Linked DNA regions of Mus musculus: regions 2, 3 and 4 are each linked to region 1. The links are chromatin contacts, called in public Hi-C, Micro-C and promoter capture Hi-C maps. All regions are on one chromosome and are shown on one strand. The core of a region is the stretch at or near the end of the contact, and the rest is flanking DNA. Distances in the headings are between cores, read along the strand shown. Region 1 holds the start of Homer2 (homer scaffolding protein 2). Region 2 overlaps Ap3b2 (adaptor-related protein complex 3, beta 2 subunit). Region 3 holds the start of Cpeb1 (cytoplasmic polyadenylation element binding protein 1). Region 4 holds the start of Hdgfl3 (HDGF like 3).

Region 1 (2,868 bases), core at 141-2,640:
TCTGCCTTCTGGGTAGGATGACTGTCTATCTCTGGCCTCCCAGTCGTCCAACATAAGTCTCTTGGATAGGCATCAATATTCCTAAGCAAACTTCCGATGGGCCCTCTGTCCCCCTTGTTCCATCTTGGCGTCCACAGCCATCTGCTCTCCTACCCGGAGCTCTACCTTGCTTGCCTCTGCTCCCTCCAAAACTCTACCAGCTCCACGGAGAAAGCCACTCCTGAGGCTTGTCTGGAGCTAAGCACAGTAAAGCCACTGCCCCATAGGGGCTGGTGGGGCCACCAGGGCGATCATGACTCTTCCCATGGCACCCATCCCCAAAGGGAAGCTAGTTCTCTAGACCACCTACACAGCAGAGGCCTCTGGGCCCCATGAAAGGCTGTTTGAAGAACACTGGGCTCAGCAGCAGAAGACAGACCTCTGATGTCCTTAACCATCCTCATGGCCAGTCAGGCAGTGGCCTAGCTTCTGCCGGTGAGCAACCACACACTAAGTATTCCCCTTTTACAAATGTATCAGCTGTTCAAGCTGGGAGAAGTCTCCCAACTAAACCGGCCTCAGTTTCCTCTTGTGGAGAGCAAGCACACAAACCATATCTCGCATAGAGACTGAAACACCATGAGTGTGCGCTCACATCGGCGAGCAGATGTAAAGAGTTACTGTGTTATTAGCACAGTGGCTCCTGACTCACAGCGCCTACTGCTCGGAGAGACGCCGAAGAGAAATCAATCCTGCTTTTAAAATTACTTTATATACTCAGGAGCATTAGTCACTTCAACTGAGTGCTCCAACTTCCCTCCCAAGCATCTGGAGCCTCACCTAGGTGCCTAACAGATTGTCGCATCTCAACGCTGCCTACAAGTCCACTATTCCTACGCTGAAGGGTTATTATTGGGTGTGTTTCCTTTCCAGGAAAACTTCGATTTCTATGTCGCTGGCTGTAAATGCAGCCGTGAAGAAAGGCAAACTGCTTTTCACACTCACAAACCCAGGCCCTGGAGTTGCTCGCGCTAGGGGCAAGGAGACCGCGGAATGGCCGAGGCGCCGAGACCAGCCCGGGTGCGGGTCCCCGCCAGGTGTCTCCGCGCCCGGCTGGCTGAGACGGGAAGGGCCGTGGGCTCCAGGCGCAAAGTCCGCGCCCAGGCCGGGGGCGCCCCGAGCTCCCGCCGCAGCACGCGACCGGCGGCCCGTAGCCCCTCGCGGGCGCTCCGCGAGCTCACTCACCCCATCTCCGGCGCTGCTCGTGCGGCCGCTCCGACGGGGCCCCTGGCGTTCGCTCTCCGCCCGCTCGGCAGCTGCTCCCCGCGCGGCACATGCGGCGGCCCGAGTGCGCCCGGCTCAGCCCCGGCGCCGTTCCATTCCGCCGGCTGCGCGGCTGCTCTGCCGGTGTCGGGGCCGCCGCCAGGCGCGGGCGGGCGGGAGGGCGGGGGCTGGGCGGCCGGGGGCTGGGCGGCCGCGCTCGGGCGGAGCCGCCGGTCCCTCCCGCCCGCTCCTTACGTAACCTCGTGGCCCCCGGGCCGCCGCCGCCCGCCTGGAGCTGGGGGCGCGGCAGCGTGTGCAGCGTCCCCCGCGCTGCCGCGCAGTCGCCGCTTCTTCCAGCAGCCCCCTCCTCTCCTGTGTCGACCCCGCACCCGCGCGCCCTGCCAAGCTTGGCGCCGCGCCTCGGACGGGATGTCCCACCTGCTGGACTTGAAGTCGCAGCTGGCAGGGACTTTTTGGCCACCTTTAGTTTGCAGATGAGGGAACCGAAGCCCCCCAGGGAGGAGAAATGATGTGACCAAGGTCACAGTCTCAGATTAGATCTCACGTCTCCAGAGTCTGAGATGGGCAGGACCACGATTTGCTCCCCACCCCATTTAATGCCCACCTTCGTCTTCCTGCCCACCTGTCTGGCTGAGTGGCCTTAAAATCCTGGAGGGTAAGATGGCAAGGAGGATTCTGTAGCCCAAAGCAGGTTCCCTGAACTCTTCCCTGGGTAAAGACAGAAACGCACACCCTCAGCATAGCGAGTTGGCAAAATTTGAGAGGCTTCCTTAAGCTTGGCTATGATTCCCTACCAAAGGCCAGCACTGGAGCCAACCTAACCATCACCCCACACTGGGCCTTCCACGGGATTGTCTTCGGCTGAGCACACATTGCCCACACAAGCCTGGCATCTCTGGACAGACAGGGACTGGGAGGAGAAGGCAAGGACAAGCAACTGGAATAGGGCCACCACCGTGCCCCTGCCCTCATTTCCCTTCAGGCCACTGTGACTAGCTACCTAGCTCCTTCACCTCACAAGAGCACCCACCCCATTTCTAAACGGTGGTCAGTAATTTCTGAAATACAAGTTGATCTGAGGCTCCCCTCCCACTGTCCTTGGGATGAGCCTGGCCAGTCCACTACCACCTCCAGCCCTCTCACTTTGCCCTTGCTCGCCGCACTCCAGCCAGCTGGCCATTCTCTCAGCCTACCCACGTGCTCTTCTTTCTGTCTGGGAAGATTTTTTTCCCCTTCATTCCTACATGTGCTTCAGATCACTGTTACACTGTCGCGTCCCTTAGGGGCTTAACCGAAGGCCGTGGATGGCATTGTTCCGGTCCATTTTTCTTCCTTGCACTTACTGTTAGTAGTATCTCGTGTAAAATTATTGGTTTAATATTCCAGACACACCTGCAAACTCTTAGAAAGATGTGGCTTTTTGCCCATAATTGTAACCTCTACTACCTACAATGGGAATTCAAAGTCTTCCACCAATATTTGTTGAATGAATAAGTAAACAGACCAAGCCCTATCTATACAAAATTGGTCAGGATCTGTGCACACAGGTGACTCTGTTTAGAGCCAAGACTAATGAACAGTCAGCCCCAGAGGAAGTTCTTCTAA
Region 2 (2,931 bases), core at 217-2,716, 230 kb before region 1:
TGCAAGAGCTTTAAACCAGAGTCACCTGCAAAGCACACTCTGCAACCTGCTGAGCTGCCTGCAGGCTGTGCTGTGGGCTCCAAGATCCCAGCTTTTGTGAGCTGTCACCCATGCTGGCTGGGGTGGCCTTGGTGATGTGGCTGTCTTTGAGTCATTTCTGCTCCTGTAGGTAACCCCAATAAAACTTATTGGTTCTCCAGGTTAGACTTGGATGGTAGCCACACTTTGGTCTGGTCTGTCATGGGCTCCCTATCTGGGGTGAGTAGATGTGTGTGTTGTGTCTCAGCAGGGACAGTGTTGTTGAACACTTGGGGCCACCACCTCTTGGCTCTGGCTGCCAAAACGTGGTGCCAAAACCAGTGTGTCAAGAAGCGGCTTTGTTTCAGAAAGTTAGAAAACTGCAGAACTTCCATAGCTTCTCAAAGACTTTCTCAGGAGCCAGCATCTGTCTCCAGATGCTGCCATATACCTCCAGATGCTGCCATATACCTCCAGAGCCTGCCAGAAATGCAGGCTGCTCTCTTCCAGAGTTGACCGTTCCACACCCCTCCCCCAGTAGCCTATCAAAAGTTGCCCTTCTCTGATATTTAAAACCCACATCGTGTGGGCTTCTCCTGTTCAGACGGCATCCCATACATGCCTGATAACAGCATGTATCCACTTGCTCAGATCTCAGAGCTTAGCACTATCTTCCTACCGTAGTTATAGACCAATGAGTCTCAACCGCTTCCGGGGGGGGGGGGGAGGGTGTCACATATCAGATCTCCTGCATGTCAGGTATTTACATTATGATTTGGAACAGTGGCAAAATTACAGTTATGAAGTAACCACGAAAACAGTTTTATGTTTGGGGGTCAACACAGGAGGTCACGGATTTGGAAGGTTGAGAACCATTTCTTGTAACCAGCTCCTAATCCTGCAGAATGGTAGACAAGTGAGCTGGAGCACTACACAGGAAGGCAGCTGTGACCCTGATTTCTCAACTGAACAAAGAGACCCACAAAGTCAAGGGTGAACGATGGTAATCGCTGGCAAAATTCTGAAATTGGTTTTTAATGGTTTAACAGCACTTATTTGAAAAGCAGGAGCCTGTATTTTCTTCAACAAATGTATGACATCAACCACTAAAACTTGGCCTGCTTTGTTTTACCATTTTTTTTTTTTTTAAATTTTGGAATGATCACAGGGACAAAAACATCTGCTTTCACTTGGGGAGAGGTAATTAGGCTGGCAGATGTTATCACTGTGGCTCTTGATTCCAGCAAGGCGTTCTGGGAGTCTTTCCTAACACTTCCTGCATTGCCCCTCTTGATATATAGGCCTTCGATTTCACATCATCACGTTAGCATTTTAGGAGCAGAGTGTAGATCTTTCTTTTTGTAGAGAAAGTCTCTTGTGTTCTGTATGGATGCAACACCTGTCAATCCAAGTTGATTGGCCTGTAGCTGAGGCAGGAAATAGAAGGTGGAACATCCAATAGGCAGTAAGGATTCTGGGCTAGAGCCAGGCTCAGGATGACTGGGCCCCAGATATAGAGGAAGATAGTCAGGTAAACAGGCACATGGCAGAACTTAGAATAATGGGATTATTAAATTATAAACCAGTCAGGGAATAAGTCTAACTATATGGCCTAGGTATTTGTAAATATATTTGAGTCTCAGAGTCATTATTTTCAGGAGCTTGGGGCTGGGAGGAAAAACACACACTTACAGAAAATTCCATACTGCATATTTTATCTGTGTATTCTCATAGCCCTTTACACATGAAAGGTATTATTAAATTTTTTTTTCTCCTTGCTATTTAGGATCTTCCAAAGTAAGATAGAAAAAAGATACTGGCTGACTATAGAGTTCTATGAGACCACAACTTAATTTATCAACAAAACTGATGACCTGGAGACACTATATGCCACACACTGCAAGCCGATGCCGTGCTCCAAATAACGGCCACTGTTTTGGTCGGAGACACAAAGTAAGGGACAAAACTGACATTCAAAGCCGTGGACTTGATGTGGGGCGTGCAGTCCCTTTTCCTAGAGAAGCAGAGGCATGGCTGAATGTTTGAAGCCACCCTGCGCAACTTAGTAAAGCTGTGCCCCCAAATAAAAAATAAATAAAAAGGGCCGAGGATGAGCCAGATATGACTGTGTACATCTTTAGCCTCAGTACTAGGAAGACTGAAGGAGAATTGTGAGTTACGGCATTGTACAACATGGCAAGTTCCTGGCCAGCCCTGTTTAAAAACACCAAAAGAAATACCGGAGGGGGGCGGGGGGGGGGGGGACGGCGACGACTGAAGAGGGCGTGGGGGGGTGTGGTCTGCGTGTGAGGGGGGCTGAGGAAGGAGCCCAGAAGCAAGTGTGAGGGCCTGGTTCAAGCTCCAGCACTGCCAAGGATCTGGATTAGTGATGCCAGAAAACTAATTAAATAACACTGTGTTTCACGGGAGATCCCAGGGGGCCACCCACAGAGACGGAATGACAGAAGTCCAGATTATCTGTTTGTCAACCACAGGGCTTAAAGAAAAGTAGATAAAAAGAAAAAAACAGAAACAAGGCTTCAGGTTAGCTGATGAAAGGAGAACCGTGAATACACAATGCGCCTGAAAACTCAGACCATTTACAAAACAATGCTTCATTGTTTAGGAATGCATAACCAATCAGCAAAGAGAAAACACGGGGGCCAGCGGGATGACTCAGGGGCTAAAGCTCTCGGTCACTAAATCTGATTCTCCTGAACTTGATTCCTGGGGTCCACAGGATGGAAGGAGCCCTGACCACCACACACGCTTGCACACACCAAAGTAAAGAAATATAATTTTAAAAAAGAATAAGTATATACATATGAAAAGCAAGGGAGATAGACAAGAGACAAACCAAATTTTAAAAATTATAGTACAGAAGCTTCAATATAATGTAATGAGTGGTTAGGA
Region 3 (2,851 bases), core at 258-2,757, 250 kb before region 1:
GCCTGCAAGGCACAAAGTGCCACTACAGAGCACGGTGCTAACTAACGCCTGCGAGGCTGCACAGAACGAGGCTGCATAGGACCCTGGAGCCCAGGTGCTCCGTGCTTTCTGGTGTTGCGGGCCACTTTGCAGGAACCGTGGCCTTGCAGAGCCCCCTGGAAATGAGGCTCGTGACCGTGAGAGGCTGGAACCGCACAGCAACCCACACGGGTGGCCTGCGCTGCCCACCGAGGACGCTCTTTGCTGACATGGGTCCCCCTGCCTAGGCATGGGCCTCCCCCCACACACACCCCGTTGCGTCTAGGCCCCCAGTGAAGCAGCCTTGTCAGCCCTACCCGCCCAGCGTCCAGCCTCCGCTCCCCCAAACCAGAGGTCAGGGCTGGAGGCCACGCGAGCCCATCTGCAACCCGACACCCCCGAATTTGGACACCTGGCCTTGCTGGCTGAGAAACGCTGAGCGACACCCTCGAGGCCACATGAGTGCGTCCCGCCAGGCCGCCCGAGTGAGGCAAGCGGACGCCGCCGAGGACTAGCTGGCTTCCCGCCTGCGCCCCCTCGCGGGCTGCTCAACTCCTCCTCCCCTCCGGGCCCGCGCCCCCCAGCCCCGCGAGGCTCCCGGGGACAGCCCTCGAAGCCCGGTCACACGCACGTGCGACCTCACCTGGCCCGGTCCACCCTCGGGGCTAGGGCTCCGGGAGCAATCGAACGTGTGAAGCCACGTGACTTCCCCGGGCTTGGAAAGAGCGCGGCCCGCACGAGGGGCCCGAGACCTCGGCTTTAAAGGAGCCATGTCAGCGCCGTCGTGGCGCGTCTCCCCCTGCGCCGCCCCAGCCTGAGGGGGTCTCCGCGGCTCGCTGCTGCGCCGCCCGCAGCGAGCCGCCAGCCCCTGCCTCCTGCGGGACGCCAAGGCGACTCTCGGGGAGAGAGAGAGAAGGAAAGAGAGAGACGGGAGCCGCGGGCACCGCCGGCCAGCCGGCCGGCCGCTCGAGCTCTCCCGTGCGACGGCTGCGGAAAAAGGAAGTGTTGGCGTCCGGGCGCCCGTCCGCGCGGCCGGCTCCTGTCTGGACGTATGTTCGAGGCCACCGAGAGTTGTGCAAGTGCAGCTCCGAGGCCCCGGCGGTCGCCCCCGAAGGGCCGCGGCGCCTTTAAGCCCAAAGGCCTGAGTCACGAGGAAGCTCCCTGCCCCTCCCCGCGCGCCCCACACCGCTCCACGAGGCCCACGACCGCGGGCATGTGACCGGCGCCCCGCCCGGGACGCTAACCCGGGCGGCGGTGAGGGGGCCCTGTGAAGTGGCGAGACTGCGCGCGGACCGTTAGCCGAGGCGGCCGGCGGGGACAGCAGCCCCGCCCGGCCCGGCCCCGCCCCGCCCCGGCGGCTCTTACCAGAGAGAAAGCCATGGGGTCCGGCGTGGCCCTAAGGGACTGGCGGGCGGGCGGGCGCGCGGGCCGGCGGGTCTGTGCGGCGCGGGACGCGCACACACGTGGGCACTATTTTTGCAGCGAGCAGCGCACGACTCCGCACCCCGGCGGCTTATAAAGCTCCGCGGCGCTGGCCTGACGAGGAGCACCTGTGTCGGCCCCGCCCGGCCTCGTCCCCGCCCCCGCCCCCTGCGCTCCTTCCTGCCGTCCAGACCCGCGCTCCGCCGCCCACCCTGGGCCTGGGGGTCCGAACGGGGGGTGGGGGTTAGTTCTGAGGCTCGAGCCAAGACAGACCACCACTGCCTCCCCGGAGCCCGAGGGGGCTCAGGCCTGAGCAAGTCCCTCGCCCGGTGACCCTGACCATTTCACTCTCCCGCGGGCCTCAGTTTCCCTACAGATTTACAAGACCCTGGGATGCCCCGCTGCGCCGGTGACGTGCGCCCCCCCCCCAAAAAAACGTATAACCACGCCTCTCCTTTGCTAGTGACCTCTCGGGTGGAAGCCCCGGTGGCACCGAACCCAGCCCCTCCACCCATCCCCACCTGCAGCAGACACGCCCTCACTTCAGACCGACTGCCACTGCATCTGGAGCGAGCTGGAACCCGGAGCGCAGGCGTCAGGGGATTCGGGAAAGTTCCGAAAACAGCAGTGATCCTCTTCGGATTGCAGTTCCCCAGGGAAACCGCTCCCGACGCTCCCTCCAGAATGACAGGACGCTTTACTGACAAAATTCGGGGCAAGAGATCAGGGTGAGCGAAGCTGTTGTTCCGAGAGGCGTCATGGGCCAGCTAGGGCTGGACCAGACCGGAAGCCCAAGCGAGCGCAGAGGCGGAGATGGCATTCCGGGCTGCAGACCAGGGAAGGCGGAGAGGGAGGAATGCACTGAGAGGCTCAATCTGACTAAGACCAGCTAATGCGTGTTGGTGCCACAGGAGGGAAGCCCGAGCCCAGTTTCTGAAGGGCTTTTATTCTGCAGCTAGCTGGAAACTAGAGGAAAGGTGAACAAGCTTGGAAGTTGCCAGGTCTCTTTTAAGGTGTTGCTGGAGAGTTGGAGGTGGGAAATAAGCCACTAGGTTGGTTAAGAAAGAGAACAGAGCTTATTGAACATTTCTAAGTGTTTTATATGTTATACTTTTTATTCAGCGCGTATTATACTCAAGGTTCCTCCTGACAGGTGAAGAAGCTGTTACCAACTTGCTGGCAGGTTTGTGAGGCAGGAACGTATAAGCTTCTGCCCAGGGTATTAAGAAAGGAAGCCTACGGTCCTAGCCTAGTGTGTTTGGAGAAGGTGGGGAAGAGGACAGATGCTGGAGTTAAAGTGCAGAGGGAGCTGAATGACAGCTGGCTAGTCTCCATTCTGTGGTCGTTCCCAAGGGTTACTGAAGTCCTAAGCAGAAAGGGTGGTTACAGTATGGAGAACCCATCCCCTTAG
Region 4 (3,101 bases), core at 434-2,933, 230 kb after region 1:
GATTATGTCTATCCATTACCTCAACTACACTGATCTTCAGCCTGCCCCTCTTGATGTCACTTCCTTGTGTGAATGGGTGTACTTTCCCCTTGGTCTTGTTACCTTCACTTTATCACCACACAACACGAGTTCACGCTCCCAAGCTCCCAATTTCTGTCAGCTTCTCCCTTGACTATTTTTGTTCCTCAAGAATACCCAGCATTGTCTCCAAACTGCTTTAACTATCTTTTAACTGTATTCTTTTCAGTCAGTCAACCGCCAGCTATTAAATTTAAACAAATTGAAGGTGAAAGTGATTGTTTTTTTTTTTCAACATAAGGTGCGCACAGACGCGGTAGTGCTTCTTCCTCAGTAAGGATCGGAATAAAAATACTGAATGCTGTGTATTAAATGCAGATGCTTTCTAGAGAAAACCTAGCGACAGTCTTGCTGTTTAGGAAGAAGAGAGCTGTCGTGGGTTTGGTTCGAGGCCAAGAATAAGGTTCGGGAACCGACCTAAAACAAATATGGAGGTGAAAAGGCACAAGGAAGCTCCTTGAATTCACCAGCCAGTGACAGGCTATTTGGTGTCAGTTTCTAAGAACCAGGGCACCAGGGAGGCAATGGACAATGAGAGGGCAGGTGAGGCACAGGGGATCGCGCCCAGGAAACACTCAACAAGTCTGGAAGATGAAGGATGCTCTGAGATCGAAGATTGCTACCATGAGACTGCCGCTGGCCTCTGCACGACCATCCCCTTTCCCAGGACTGACCGTCACCGGCTCTCGCCGGCTGGGGGACAGCCTTTCGCTCTCCTACCTGCCTCGACGTTCGCCCGGATCAGGGCGTCTACTCAGGACCATGCTGGGAGCCAGCCGGCGCCTCCACCCCGGACCCGCTTCCCGGTCCCCGCCGGCTTCCATGAGGAAGGCGACGTCGGGCCTGTCCGGTCGAACCCGCCTTCGAACGTGGGCGTCAGGATGGCCGCCGAGCCGGCGAGGGCGCAGCCCGGAACCTTCGCCTCGGCCCGGAGCCCGGTGCGCAGCACAGCTCGCGGTTCAGCCCAGGCGGCGGCCAGGCGCGAGGCGGGCTCGAGCCGAGGTGATGGGGAAAGGGGGCGGGCGCGCCATCATGAAGGGAAAATGGTGGGCGGGCGGGCCCGCGCGCGCGGCCGCCGTACTCACCCGGGCGGGCCAGTGCGGGTAGCCCTTCATCTTGGCGAAGACCAGGTCTCCCGCTTTGTACTCGCGGGGCCGCGGACGCGCCATCCCGGTCGTTCTCCTGCTCGCCGGTCCTTGGCCGCCGCGAAGATGCTGGGAGGCCGCCCCTCCGCGGGACGACGGAACCGCGCCGCGCTCCCCGCGGGGCCTCGAGCCGAACGCTCGAGCGGCCGCTCCGACGAGGGAGAGCGGCGAGGCAGTGGCCGAGGCGAGCGGTGGGCGGGGGGCACCGCAGGCCCCGCAGATCCCCGCCCGGCTGCGGGGGATGGGAGCCCGCGTCCGGCCGCGCCGAGTCCCGACGCCGCCGCTACCGCCGCGCGCTGCTCACAGGAGCCGCGTCGCCAGCCTCATGCAGCCGCCGCCTCCCCGCCGAGCTTCTGGGTTCCGTGCGAGCTCCGGGCCTCGCGCCTCCTCCGAATTCCTCCTCGGGCAGCGACCGCAAACACGATCTTATTATTGTTCTCGCGCGCGCTCAGCATTCCCCCCCTCCACCCCTCGCCCGCCCCGCTTCCCTCCCCTCGCGCGCCGGCCGGTTAATTCCTAGGTGCACGGCCGGCTTTCTCGGAGAAACCGCGCGCGCCGCCTGGCTTGCTCCGCGGGCTGCTGGTGGGCGCGTCCTCCCGCAGCAGCGAAGCCGGTGCCCCGCGGGTGGGAGCGCCTACTCCAAAGACGCCCGCCGCCTGCTCTCTTTTGTTCTTGGCCGGGAGCTGCCTGGTGAAGCCCAGCCAATCACCACCCGGCCGCCCCTCTTTCCCCTCCTGCTCGCGCCCACCCCCTGCGGACTGCACCCCCTTTCTGACTGCCCCCTACCCGTGGGCCACTTCCTCGGGTGCTCTCTGGTGAGTTGGGGGAGAGGGGGGACAAAGGCTTCCCAGGCATGGGGGATAGCTGCGCAGGGGACTCGCTGCCTGGTCAGTAGGTACCTGGAAAGAACAAGGGCAAGGTTCTTGCCCCAGGTCTGCCTTAATGATGCAGTGTGACCCACCTAGGGCAAGCGACTTCACTGGAGTCAAGGCCAGTCCTCACCGACAGGATGGCACAGTCGGGCTTTGAACATGGATCTATATGGTTCAGTGCCCATAGCCTAAGTTATGCTTCTCTGTGTGGGGCCTTCATGGGCCAATAATTTTGGGGCAAAGGACTTACCCTGACAAGTCAAATCAGTTGTTTTCAATTCTGGTAACATACTGGAGAGCAGCTTCTAGAGATTTCTTTATACAGGTTAGTAAGTCTACGACAAACGTGTGCATTCACCATTGTTTTATTTGGATTTCAGCTGACTGCTTTCAAAAAGACATTTTGGGAGTGAGAATCTTTATAGCATTCTCCTTTGTGAGAGGTAAATAAAATAATTCACTCTTTTCTGCATCTGCTCGATGAATGGATGAATGCGCCCTGTGGAAGATCCCTGTGATCTTGCCTTCTTTAAAAGGTCCTCTGGTGCTGCACCTAGTTGGGAAGACAGCTCTCCTTTGTGAATTGCCCTCTTTGCCATTTCTCCCCTCTGTAGAAAGTGGGTTTTCCAAGCATCTGCCCCACTCACTTGTGCTTGAGAGCTGTGCTTACCGCAGCCTCTCCGTGATGGGTTTCCAGTGGCCGGCTGTAGAGTCTGGAGACATTCCGAGGAGCGTTTACTTTGTTCACAGTACTTGGCTGTTTCTTTTTTTGCATCTCTTAATTCTCCAGCACCCACCCCTCACCTTCCCTATAGGCTCACCTTGTCCTCTCTTGCGCTGCAAAATTAGTCTAGGTTTTTTCCCCCGGCTGTGATAGCCCGAGAACGAGCTTGTCACGTCTACAAGTCATATCACACACATCCTAGGTGCCATGTCAAAGCCGCATCTCTTGACAGGCCACCAGAGCCCTAACTGTCCAAAGCTGGAATGGCCGAGGCTGCCTGTG

The links. Promoter capture Hi-C pulls out the DNA fragments that hold promoters and counts their contacts. A called contact is a pair of places that touch in the nucleus more often than the background predicts.
Region 2: a contact with region 1 is called in a Hi-C map of muscle stem cells, with 2.5 times the contacts expected there. The contact joins the enhancer-like site here to the promoter of Homer2 in region 1. A contact is called at or near these places in 4 of 39 promoter capture datasets (the 3T3-L1 cell line, the C10 cell line, the HPC-7 cell line and 1 more), 2 of 484 Hi-C or Micro-C datasets (embryonic stem cells and muscle stem cells), 1 of 115 datasets of contacts at active chromatin or transcription factors (embryonic hindbrain) and 1 of 9 other capture datasets (liver).
Region 3: a Micro-C map of embryonic stem cells shows a contact between it and region 1, with 1.4 times the contacts expected there. The contact joins the promoter of Cpeb1 here to the promoter of Homer2 in region 1. A contact is called at or near these places in 9 of 39 promoter capture datasets (the 3T3-L1 cell line, the HPC-7 cell line, embryonic stem cells and 4 more), 3 of 484 Hi-C or Micro-C datasets (cortical neurons and embryonic stem cells), 2 of 115 datasets of contacts at active chromatin or transcription factors (astrocytes and embryonic stem cells) and 2 of 9 other capture datasets (embryonic stem cells and liver).
Region 4: a promoter capture Hi-C map of embryonic stem cells shows a contact between it and region 1, with 20 read pairs. The contact joins the promoter of Hdgfl3 here to the promoter of Homer2 in region 1. A contact is called at or near these places in 1 of 39 promoter capture datasets (embryonic stem cells), 3 of 484 Hi-C or Micro-C datasets (embryonic stem cells and forebrain) and 2 of 9 other capture datasets (adipose tissue and liver).

Annotation. Positions count from the first base shown.
Region 1 is chr7:81,705,535-81,708,402 of GRCm38.p6, forward strand. It overlaps Homer2 (homer scaffolding protein 2), which reads right to left and starts at 1,391. Exons shown (of 9, transcript NM_001164086.1): 1 at 1,225-1,391. The coding sequence starts at 1,229. It overlaps Gm32579 (a long non-coding RNA gene), which reads right to left. Exons shown (of 2, transcript XR_391652.2): 2 at 2,618-2,868.
Region 2 is chr7:81,478,480-81,481,410 of GRCm38.p6, forward strand. All of the region lies in intron 4 of Ap3b2 (adaptor-related protein complex 3, beta 2 subunit), which reads right to left. Among named protein-coding and RNA genes, the nearest start is that of Ap3b2, 14 kb to the right of the region's middle. Within about 2 kb of position 1,467, at least 16 of the 459 cell types and tissues checked have an H3K27ac peak or open chromatin away from gene starts, as enhancers often do. A contact at or near this core is called in embryonic stem cells and muscle stem cells, where this site is marked.
Region 3 is chr7:81,453,251-81,456,101 of GRCm38.p6, forward strand. Cpeb1 (cytoplasmic polyadenylation element binding protein 1) reads right to left here and starts at 1,508. Exons shown (of 12, transcript NM_007755.5): 1 at 1,384-1,508. The coding sequence starts at 1,398.
Region 4 is chr7:81,932,776-81,935,876 of GRCm38.p6, forward strand. Hdgfl3 (HDGF like 3) reads right to left here and starts at 1,684. Exons shown (of 6, transcript NM_013886.4): 1 at 1,164-1,684. The coding sequence starts at 1,247.